Linked DNA regions of Mus musculus: region 2 is linked to region 1. The links are chromatin contacts, called in public ChIA-PET maps. All regions are on one chromosome and are shown on one strand. Each heading gives the region's core, a stretch centred on a gene start, on an enhancer-like site or on the middle of the called end of the contact. The rest is flanking DNA. Distances are from core to core; before and after follow the strand shown. Region 1 overlaps Cd101 (CD101 antigen). Region 2 has its middle 22 kb from the start of Cd2.

Region 1 (5,364 bases), core at 2,361-4,860:
CCACACTGTTGGATCTTGCCCAGGTCCTTAGCTGTGGTACCCATTTGACTTTAATCAACAGAGGTGACCCAGCCAGGACCGAGAGACCCAGTCAAGCCTGTCTGCATTCAGACAGCAGCACTCGCAGACTAGCTGGAATGGATGGAAGTTCCATTACACTTTTAAAGATCTCCAGAGGTGGAGAAGACTCCCCCAGTAAGCCATTCCAACAGTTAACTACTCTTACTTGCCTTATGTTTAGGCAGCCAAATGTTGAAAAGCAATTTCTCCACATATCCCCATAGAGTTGTACAGTTTCTGTTCACAGTGGGAGAAATATGCTTCGTATTACTCTTTCTCTGCCAAATTACAGTAGGGCCCCCACTGGAGTGACACAGCTTGTTATTATAGAGATCTGGAGATACGATTCCCTGGGCAGCTGCATGGACCAGGCTGCCAAGCTGATAAGCAAACCAGGCAAAGGGATCTTGTTCCTGTTCGAGCTTGAAACCTTATACTGATTCACCCTAAGCAACCTCCCCTCCTCTGGTAGGCTACCCTGTCCTGTAGTCATTTGTAGGTGCCTATTATTTCTATGGTCCAGATCATATTTTTTAATCTCTTCATAGTCACATCTTAAACATCACTGGAGAAAAATGTCTGACAATACTCTCCTAAGGTTTACCTGTGGGCCTGAGTTTCAATTCTGTGAGTCCTGAAGTCTTTCTTTCAAGCTTTTGCCAAGTGTCATTTGTAGATAAGAGCCATTCCTCTACAGCACAGTGGTAGTGGCCCTGGTCACTGTCCTCCACACTCAGAATGTTCAGCAGAAATAAGTCTTGAGAAACTTTCTCAGAATAAAATTTTTGCTTGCTCCGAGGGGTTTGAAATTCGTCCCCATATTTTACAACACTGCTTTGGTCCATTTCTAGGATTTTCAGATAGGATGCATTTGCAGAAACGGAAGAGAAGTACCAAATGATGGATAACGGAAGGTTTCCAGCAGATCGGGACAAGATGGCACATTCTATCTGAGTGCTGGAGCTGATGGATAGCTCTTGGACCTGACTGCTTGAGTTCACGCTCAGTTTGCTCTCTGAAGGAAATAATGGAAAGAATTACTTTACTGGAAACACACACACACACACACACACACACACACACACACACACACACACGCCAGAATTTTAAGCTAGCTTGTTAACCAGGACAAATAGCCATTGTTGCAGCAGTGGTTCTCAGCCTTACTAGTGCCGAGACCCTTTAATACAATTCCTCATGTTGTGGTGGTGACCCTAACATAAAGTTATTTTGTTGCTACTTCATGTCTATAATTTTGCTACTGTTGTTAGTCACAATGCAAATATCTGATACACAGGTTCTCTCTTGACCCCCAAGTTGAGAACTGCTGCTCTACAACCATAGTGTGGCTGAATTCCCCCACAGCAGCTGCCCTAACTGTCCACTCAACTTTGGTATGACATATAATCTGAGGACGCTGTTCCCTCCATCACTGAGGTCTGCCTGTTTCACGGGCAGCATGTAGCTAAGAGGAACTATGAATGGGACCCAACACAGAATTGTAATGGACTTAAAACACTATGGTTTTTTTGTTTTTGTTTTTGTTTTTGTTTTTTTGCTTTTGGTGTTTTGGTTGTGCATGAACTCTGTAGATGACAGTGTAGTGTCACAATGTCACAATGTCAAAAGGCCAGACATGACTGTGAGAAGTCTGTGTGACTGTGAGTTGATGTTTCTCTCTTCATAACATCCATCTGCTGGCTCTCCTTCTGCCCTTACTGTGTGGGGATGGGGGACAGTCATGAAAAAAAAAAAAGCCCAGCTTTTTCCCCACATGACAATCCTGTCATATTTAAGCAGAGGAATCTCTTCCATAGCATATTTGCATCATTTGAAAGAAAATGACATTATGAGCGCCCTGCCTCTGAACCACTTCTGGATCCCCAATTTGTCAACGTCTAGTTAGAGCTGCCTTCAAACAGGAGTACACAAGAAGAGGTTATTTTCAAGCTGTTAAAATGCTATCTTTTTGCAGCCAGTCCATTTGAAACTACCACATGGACTTGGGTCTGCTATCCCTTAACACCAGTGGCCTCTCCTTTGTCCTAAGATGAACAATAAATGTCACAAACCTCTTTGCCATCTCTTGTTGATAACTCTACTTTTCTTGATGTTACCAGTAGGTCCCTGAATTCCCCCTTCAACAAACATTTATTAATCACATTGTGTATCACATACCAGACTATTCTAGGTATTTTGTATATAGCTCCTGTCAGTGAACCACGGTTTAGAGGAAGTTATAGGATAGGAACAAAGACTTCCTGGAATTGGTCACCAATATAGGACAGAGATATGCAGTAATGGAACAAATGTTAGGATCCCCCAGCAGATTTATCTAACCCAAGGTCAGGAGTGAGGGGAGACGTCTCTGAACTGAGCCTTGAAGATCAATAGCAGTCATTCTGATGAATAGAGAGCAAAGGATTTCCACATAAAAGGAAGTGGGGATTATCGAATCCAGGCAGTTGAGTTTGGTTGGAAGTCAGATCTAGGATGGAAAGTAGGAGGCGATGAAGAGACAAGTGAGTATAAAAGATCTTTTATGCCTGTCATGGGAGTTTGGACATGCGGAGGACAAGGTTTCTAATCTGTGGTGCTGGGACGTGGGGAGGACCACCACATCATGAACAATATGGAAGGGACAATGATAACGACCTACGCTATGACACTGAATATAGGCATGCCTTGGAAGCAGTTAGATGTAAATTCCAAGACCAGAAGACAAACCATTCTGGGTAATGAACACAGAGGTTGTCAACAAGTAGATTGTATCCACGGGAAGAATTGTTTCCCCTAGAAAAACGTGGAGACTCAGAGGACATATCTAAGAACAGTTGCTTTAAAAAACAAAACAAACAAACAAACAAAACCACCTGGGCTCAATGGGACGAGTGCATGAGTACCAAGGAGGAGGTTCAGAAGTTCAGGGTCATTCCTGGTCACCTAACAAGACTAGTTTAGAAAGAAAAGCCAAGCCAAGCATTGGAGCATACACCTGTAACCAGAGCACTTAGTGGGTTGGGGCAGAAGGACTGAGAACTTCAGGCTAGACTGTACACCGTCAAAAACAAAAACAAAAACAAAAACAAACAAAAGAATTAATATAGCGACTCAGAGGAGGAGGAGGAGGAGGAAGAGGAGGAGGAGGAGGAGGAGAAGGAATTCTTGGTGTTAGGAAGGAAACCTCATGGCGTGGAGCCGAGAGCAAGCAAGGCTCGTGGAAGCAATCTCAGACATCATGGGAAGAGCGAGTAAGTCAAGGCATGAATTCATGAGCAAGATCACGACTATTAACAAAAACATTGCTCAGCAGCACAGAGCAGGTGGTGGCTGCCATGCAAGACTATTTGCTTTGGGGGCACAATAGACACACCCCAGTTCAATGTTACGTCAGAGATTTATCGAGGTGTTGACTACGGTAGGGATAGATTAAGTGACTTGCCCAAACCTGGAGCTTATCACATCTGAGCCATCTCAAAGTCCCTCACAGCAAATCAGGAAAGAGGAAGCACAAGGCGTGGCAGAACCTCAGGCTAGGGAGGGTTTCACTTTCAGCCTCTGTGTTCTGCTATTGCATTAAGACTGAATTGGACTTGGAACCACAAAGTCTCTCTTACATGTTAATATATTAAAAGAGGCAGCTAAGCATATTTGTTGTGGTTTGAATGGTTATGCCCCCTATAAACTCATGTGTTTGAATACTTGGCCATAGGGAGTGTGGCACTATTAGGAGGTGTGGCCTTGTTGGAGGAAGTGTGTCACTGAGGTTGGGAGGTTTTCTATTGCCCAAGCTATCCACAGTGTGGCACACAGTCTCTTCCTGCTGCCTGTGGATCAAGATGTAGAACTGTTAGCTCCTTCTCCAGCACTACATTTGCCTGGATGCTGTCATGCTTCCAGCCATGATGATAATGGATTGAACCTCTGAAACTATAAGACAGGCCCAAATTAAATGTTTTCCTTTATAAGAGTTGCCATGGTCATGGTGTCTCTTCACAGCAATAAAACCCTAAGACAGTATTCTAATAGAATTTGCATGATTCCCCACCACTTCCAAATACGAAAACCACGCTGGAGTACCAGCAGTGACTGACTTAAAATATCATCTGCCCTGTAGGAGGTTCTTGAGGCTCAGCTGTGCCACACAGTATCATGAGGCTGCTGGCAATGAGAACTCGTGGCAGGTGTGGAAAGGTCAAAGAGCAGTGGTTATTAGCTGCTAAGGAAGTATTTCATTGTTTTAGCAACCAATGTGGCCATTCCACGTATACTAACTTCATGTTGATGCCATTAAATCATGCTCACTTTACCAGGACAAACGTGGTGAATGGATACATTATGTCTGTTTCTATAGTTTACACAAAGTGGGAGGAGCTCCGTTGTTATTTGAGACAGGGGCTCACTATTTCAGCCTAGGCTGACCTCAAATTCTCAATTCTCCTATTTTGGCCTCCTGAATACTGGGATTATAGGTATGCACTAAACCTGGCCAAAAAAAAAAGGATATTCTTTTCTTTTTTAAAAAAGGCTCAATGTCAAGTATCACTTACCTGGAAAGGTGACAGTAATCATTAATAGGTTAGAGGTGGCAGATACTCTGGCTGGGCCACTTGTGCATATGGAATCTCTGTCATAAACCTCCACTGTACACCGATACACCCCTGTCTCCTCCATAGCTGCATCGTAGATTTGGAGTTGAGAACGAAAGAAAGACTGTGACACCTTCGTCTTCCTGTGGATCTGGGAGAGGACGTCCCCCCATTCAACGGTGCCATTGTGGGCAATTCGAATAAGCCGATGAAAGGCTCCAGAGCCCGCTGGCTGGAACTGCCACGTTACCGAGAACGGCAGCTTGAGATCCGAGTAGTTGGCCCTCACTACACAGGACAGGTGGAAGGTATGGGCTAGCATCACTTGTGGCTGACGGCTCATCAGATTAACTCGTAAACTTGACTCTGTGGGGGAGAATGTGAGACACACTTCCTGTTTACCAGGTCCAAGCTCGGGGACTTCCAAGTTTTCTCAATGCCCCCTTTACACAGGGCCACACACTTGTGTTCCTGGAGTGACATGAATTTGGGGGTAGAGGTTGGTCCACAGTACAGTCTGTCCTGAATTTCAACCTCGGCTCTCCAAGTCTCCCCCCTCGCCTACGACTGTTCTCAGCAGCCACAACAAACAGGCAGTGTTTCTCCAGTGCGCCACTTAGACAGCTGCACAGAGCAGGGACACCACGCGCAGCCAGGGTCTGGCCTCTTTCCTCTCCCCACTCAGCAAGTAGAACACTCACAGCACGGTCTGGCC
Region 2 (5,307 bases), core at 1,598-4,097, 260 kb after region 1:
ATAGCCCTGGCTGTCCTGGAACTCACTCTGTAGACCAGGCTGGCCTCGAACTCAGAAATCCTCCTGCCTCTGCCTCCCGAGTGCTGGGATTAAAGGCGTGCGCCACCACGGCCGGCTGTTTTGATTTTTGAAAGTCGAGAAAGAACACTGAACTTACGTCCTGGATGATACTCATGAACTAATAACTGCAGAGGTTTTAAAATTTACTTTGGGGGAGGAGGGCAGGGCTAGAGAGATGGCTCAGTGGTTAAGAGCACTGGGTCCTAGCACCGACATGGCGGCTCACATCTGTCTGTAACTGCAGCTCTAGAAGATCCAACACCCTCATATAGACATACATGCAGGCAAAACACCAATGTACATAAATTAAAAATAAATAAATCATTAGAAAATAAAACCCAAAAGTGTGTACCACCATGCCTGGCTAGAAATATCTCTAAGAAAATATCTTTCATATATTAAAATGATCTTGTAATTTTTTTCCCTAGGTTGATAAATGTGATGGATTGTATGAATTGATTTGTAAATATTGAACCAGTCTTGCATATCCAGGATAAATCCCACTGGACTGTGGTGTGTTCTTTTTATACATTGTTGGATTCAGCTTGCAGAGATCTTGTTGAAGGTTCTTATGACTGCACTCATGACAAATACTGGCTTGTAGCTTTCTTTTGTTCTGAAGTCTTGTCCAGTGTGGCCTCCTAAAAACAGCTGGGAAGTGCTCCTTGATTCCATCTTCTGAGAGATATGTCAGAGAATTGATATAGTTTCTACACCAAGTGATTGATAGAATTCACTGGAGCATCTATTTGGGCTCTGTGCTTTCTGTCTTGGGAGGTTAATGGTTATTAATTCAATTATTATTTCTGAGATGGTGTCTTGTTATACAGCCTGGTCTTGCTTCAAACTCCCAATGAATGTTCCTGCTTCTGTGTTCCAAGTGCTGGGATAATAAATACATAGGTACTACCATACCCCACTTCTGGTACAGTTTTTTTAGATGGAGACTGAGCTTTTGAGATTGTTGATTGATGCTTGTGTTGAGTTTAGTTGTCTGTCTTTTGAAGAGTTTGCCCTAAGTTTACCATATTTGTTGGCATAGAGTTAGTTATCCTTGCTATTTCTTGATTATGCTTTTAGTGTTCTAATGTTGGGATTTTGGTTTCATTCTTTTTTCTCTATTGAGTTCCTGTTTTCTTATTTTTAAGTGTGTGTGTGTGTGTGTATGTGACTGTGTGTGAATATGTGTGCAGGTGCCCATAAGAGGACAGAAGAAATATCAGATCATTAAACTGGATTTCCAAGCAGTTATGAGCTGTCTGATGTGGGGAGATGGAAACCAAACCTGGACTTAGGTCTTCTGTATTGCTCTTAACTGCAATGTCTTTGTTTTAATTATATTGACTTTTTTCTTTGCCTTAATTTTTATTTATTTTCCTCTGTTTATGATGAATTTAGCTTGATGTTTGATTTTGTAGTTTTCCAAGGTTGAAACTAAATTGACTGAGTTTAATTCTTTTTTAAACATATCTACTCAATGCTATTAATTTTGTTGTGAACACGATTTGTATTGCATACAGTTGCTGTGCTTTTTTGTTGTTGTTGTTTTGTTTTGTTTTGTTGGTTTTTTGAGACTGGGTTTCTCTGTATAGGCCTGGGTTTCCTGGAACTCACTCTGTAGACCAGGCTAGCCTCGAACTCAGAAATCCACCTGCCTCTGCCTCCCCGAGTGCTGGGATTAAAGGTGTGTGCCACCATGCCTGGCTAGTTGCTGTGCTTTTGTTCAGTTCAAAATAAGTTTAATTTCTCTGAGATTTTATTCTTTGACTCTTGTGTCACATCATGTCCATATTTTAAAAGAATCTCAGCTATCCTCTCATTAATGGCTCCTAGGTTCGTTCCATTGTGTTCTGAGTCTCCTGATCTTCTTGTCTCCAGCTGTGAGGGTGAAGCCATCTCTCCTCCTGGTTGCTGCCCCACAGGTGTAAGCCCCACTGTTGGGTGTGGGCAAACTACACATCCTTCTACTGTTTTAGAGAAGTGACAACTTTACTAGTTCATAATGTGCTCTTAATCTCACATAACATTTGTCAGCCTGAAGACTGCCTGAAATCAGTAAGTTATCCCACTTTCCTTTGAGTCATATTAGTGTAGTATCTCTGTCTCAGTTCAATTACATTGGAATCTACAATAGGAGCTGGAAATGGCGCAGCAGTTAAGTCACTACAACATTTGTAGCATTTCCTCTTTCTTGTCTATTGGTCTTTTGTTGTCTTCTGGCTGCTTTGGTTTTAATTGAGCTCTGTGTATTATGTTGCTCTCTCCCCTTTCTTGGCTTATCATTACACTTTTGTTTTATGGTGATTATATTACATTATAGTTTACAGTACATATTCAGAGAAAATCCAAAATCCAGGTCTACTTTTAAGTAATATGCCACTTAGTGGGTGACATAATTTCTTGTTAGTAATAAAGTAATTCCAATTCCATCCTTCCATCCTTGTTAAATTGCTGTGCCTCCTTTCACTTACACATAAAAGTGCACATGTATGTGAACATGCATGCACACAAGCTCACATGCCCATATATACACACATGTACACGCAGAATCAAATACCTTGTTGTGGTTAACTACTGCTATATGCTATGACAATTAAGAATAGGAAAGAGAAGTGGGTTTTGTATTCATTTATTCTCTAGTTTCTAAAAAAAAAAAATTTATATAGTTGAAACTTCTGATCTTTGTGGTTTTCTTTTTTTCTAAAACATCCCCTTAATCTTTCTCGAATGTCAAGTCTGCTGTAACAACTTCCTTCAAGTTTCGTTTCTTACAAAAATATCACTTTACCACTCACTGGGACTCAACTCTTGGCAGGGATCCAGATGAGCTCTTGCCCACCAACCCTCTCAGCCTTGTCTTCTGGCCATTTTGTTAGCCACCAACCCTCTGAAACACTTTCTACCAAAGACCCCCCAGTGGCCACATTGGGCTGGGAAGCACAAAGATGGTTTTCACTAGTCTTGAGTCTGCCATTCTGATCTCTTCTGATCTACTATTCTTAGTTCTGTAGCAACCTGCCTGTAGGAGTCCCAGCTCCCACCCTACCTATACTCCTGAGAACCCCAGGCTCCCTAGCTCTTTCCTGCCTCCCCTCTCAGCCTTTCTTCTGGCCCATCTCCATTCCTTTGTGTCCCACTGACCCCAATGACTTTCTACCAAGGACCCTAGGGCCTCCATACTTGCCTTGAATCCAAAGTGGGCAACAACAACAGAACACCCTCTCAACAAAGGCAAGATCAGGTATCTATATCAAGAAACATCACAAACATCATAACTCCAAATGTCTATATCTATATGTAAAAACACAAATGTGAACAGCCAAGACAATATGCCTCCTTCAGGAGCCAGTAACCCTACTGCAATAGGCCCTGAGAAATGCAAGTTAGCTGAAGCACAAGACAAGGACTTCAGATAGCAATTTTAAAAAATTTAAGGGCCTCAAAGAGGATCTGAATAAATGCCTTAATGAAGACCATGAAAGCACAAACTGTTAAGTGAAGTGATGAGAGGTGAGAACAATTCAAGACTGGAAAGGAGAACATAGCAAAGGATTAGGATTATTGAAGGAACCTAAGCAGAAATAAAACTGAAGATGAAAAAGTTAGGGTGTAAAAAACAGAAGTAAACCCAAACATTGTCAGAGGTGAGTCTCACCAGTGGAAGTTCAGGGACAACAAAGTAGAAGAGGTGGAAGGCTCAGGCAAAGAACATGGGCAGTCTAAAAAGGCCCAGGTGCACAGAACACATAAAGTGTGAAAGGAGAAGAAACCCTGGGCAAAGGCACAGAAAACACTTTTAACAACATTGTAGATGCGTTCACCCAATCTAAAAAAGGAGATGCCTACCAAGAAACATGAAGCATACAGGACACCAAACAGATGGAACCAGAAAAGGAAGTCCACATGCCACATATTAATCGAGACACTAAATGTACAGAACAAGAAAGCATACTAAAATAAAAGCTACAAGGGGAAAAAAAGATCAAATCATATATAAAGGTGGGTCCACTAGAATAATACCTGACTTTTCAATGGAGACTCTGAAAACCAGAAGAGCCTAGCTAGATGTTCTACAAACTCTGAGAGACCACAGATGCCAGCCCAGACTACTATGCCCAGAAAATCTATCAGTTGCAACTGATGAAGAAAAATAAAAATGAAAGCAATTCCTATCTACCAATCCAGTTCTACAGAAGGCACTAGAAAGAAAACCTCACTCTGAACAGATTAACTGCACTCAAGAAGACACACATTTAATTCCAGCACTCCAGAAGCAGAGACAAGCAAATGTCTGAGTTCAAAGCCAGCCTGGTCTACAGCAAGAGTTCCAGGGCTGCCAGAATTGCACAGAGAAACCATGTCTTCAAAAACAAAACAACAATAGAACATCTCAAACAAATAACAACAACAAAATAATACCAGAACAGTAAATCAGGTAAGGGGAGAAAGCAAACACCAAAACGACAAAATAGCAGTAACCAATAAACACTTCCCATTGATAACTCTGAAATTAAGGGTCTCAATTTGCCAATAAAAAGACACATAGTCACAGTATTAGAAAACAAGATCCATCTTTCTGTTGCATCTGAGAAACACATCTCAACATCAAGAATAGAGATTACCTCAGGGCAAAAGGACGAACGAGATGTTCTAAGTAAATGGGCTTAAAAAGCAAGCAAATGTAGCTATGTTAATATCTGATACAGTAAGAGCACTGACTGCTCTTCCAAAGGTCCTGAGTTCAAATACCAGCATCCACATGGGGGTTCACAACCATCCATAATGAGATCTGATGCCCTCTTCTGTTGTATGTAAAGACAGCTACAGTGTACTTATACTTTCTTAACAGCTCATGGAAAAATTTCCAAAACAGGCCATGTACTAAGACACAAAGCAAGTCTCAACAGATAAAAAGAAAAAAGAAAACTGAAGTAACTCCCAGCATCCTCTCTGACCATCATAGATTGGAATTTTAGTGTTATTTTCTTTTTTTTTAATGCTCGTGTGTGTGTGTGTGTGTGTGTGTGTGTGTGTGTGTGTGTGTGTGTGTGTGTATGAAGGTCGGAGGATGCCTTTCATACATTGGTTCTTGCCTTCTTCCATGGGTTCTTGTGATGGAACTCACATCATCAAGCTTTCATGGCAAGTGTCCCCACTTAGTTGTCGCTGTCCTCACCGACAGGAACGACATGGACACCAAGGTGGGTTCACGCAACAGCTTCTTTACTTGTTCTCCTTCTTGCAGCT

The links. ChIA-PET counts read pairs in DNA pulled down with a chosen protein or histone mark.
Region 2: a contact with region 1 is called in an RNA polymerase II ChIA-PET map of memory CD8 T cells, with 4,690 read pairs. The contact joins two enhancer-like sites. A contact is called at or near these places in 1 of 15 datasets of contacts at CTCF or cohesin (CD8 T cells), 3 of 484 Hi-C or Micro-C datasets (embryonic fibroblasts, nephron progenitors and regulatory T cells), 9 of 115 datasets of contacts at active chromatin or transcription factors (CD8 T cells, the SCID.adh cell line, bone marrow-derived macrophages and 5 more) and 3 of 9 other capture datasets (adipose tissue, embryonic stem cells and liver).

Annotation. Positions count from the first base shown.
Region 1 is chr3:101,007,176-101,012,539 of GRCm38.p6, forward strand. Cd101 (CD101 antigen) reads right to left here. Exons shown (of 9, transcript NM_001167906.2): 6 at 4,611-5,015; 7 at 665-1,075. Among named protein-coding and RNA genes, the nearest start is that of Cd101, 20 kb to the right of the region's middle. Within about 2 kb of position 3,611, at least 112 of the 459 cell types and tissues checked have an H3K27ac peak or open chromatin away from gene starts, as enhancers often do. A contact at or near this core is called in CD8 T cells, the SCID.adh cell line, memory CD8 T cells and 1 more, where this site is marked.
Region 2 is chr3:101,263,049-101,268,355 of GRCm38.p6, forward strand. No RefSeq gene overlaps it. Among named protein-coding and RNA genes, the nearest start is that of Cd2, 22 kb to the right of the region's middle. Within about 2 kb of position 2,848, at least 29 of the 459 cell types and tissues checked have an H3K27ac peak or open chromatin away from gene starts, as enhancers often do. A contact at or near this core is called in CD8 T cells, the SCID.adh cell line, memory CD8 T cells and 1 more, where this site is marked.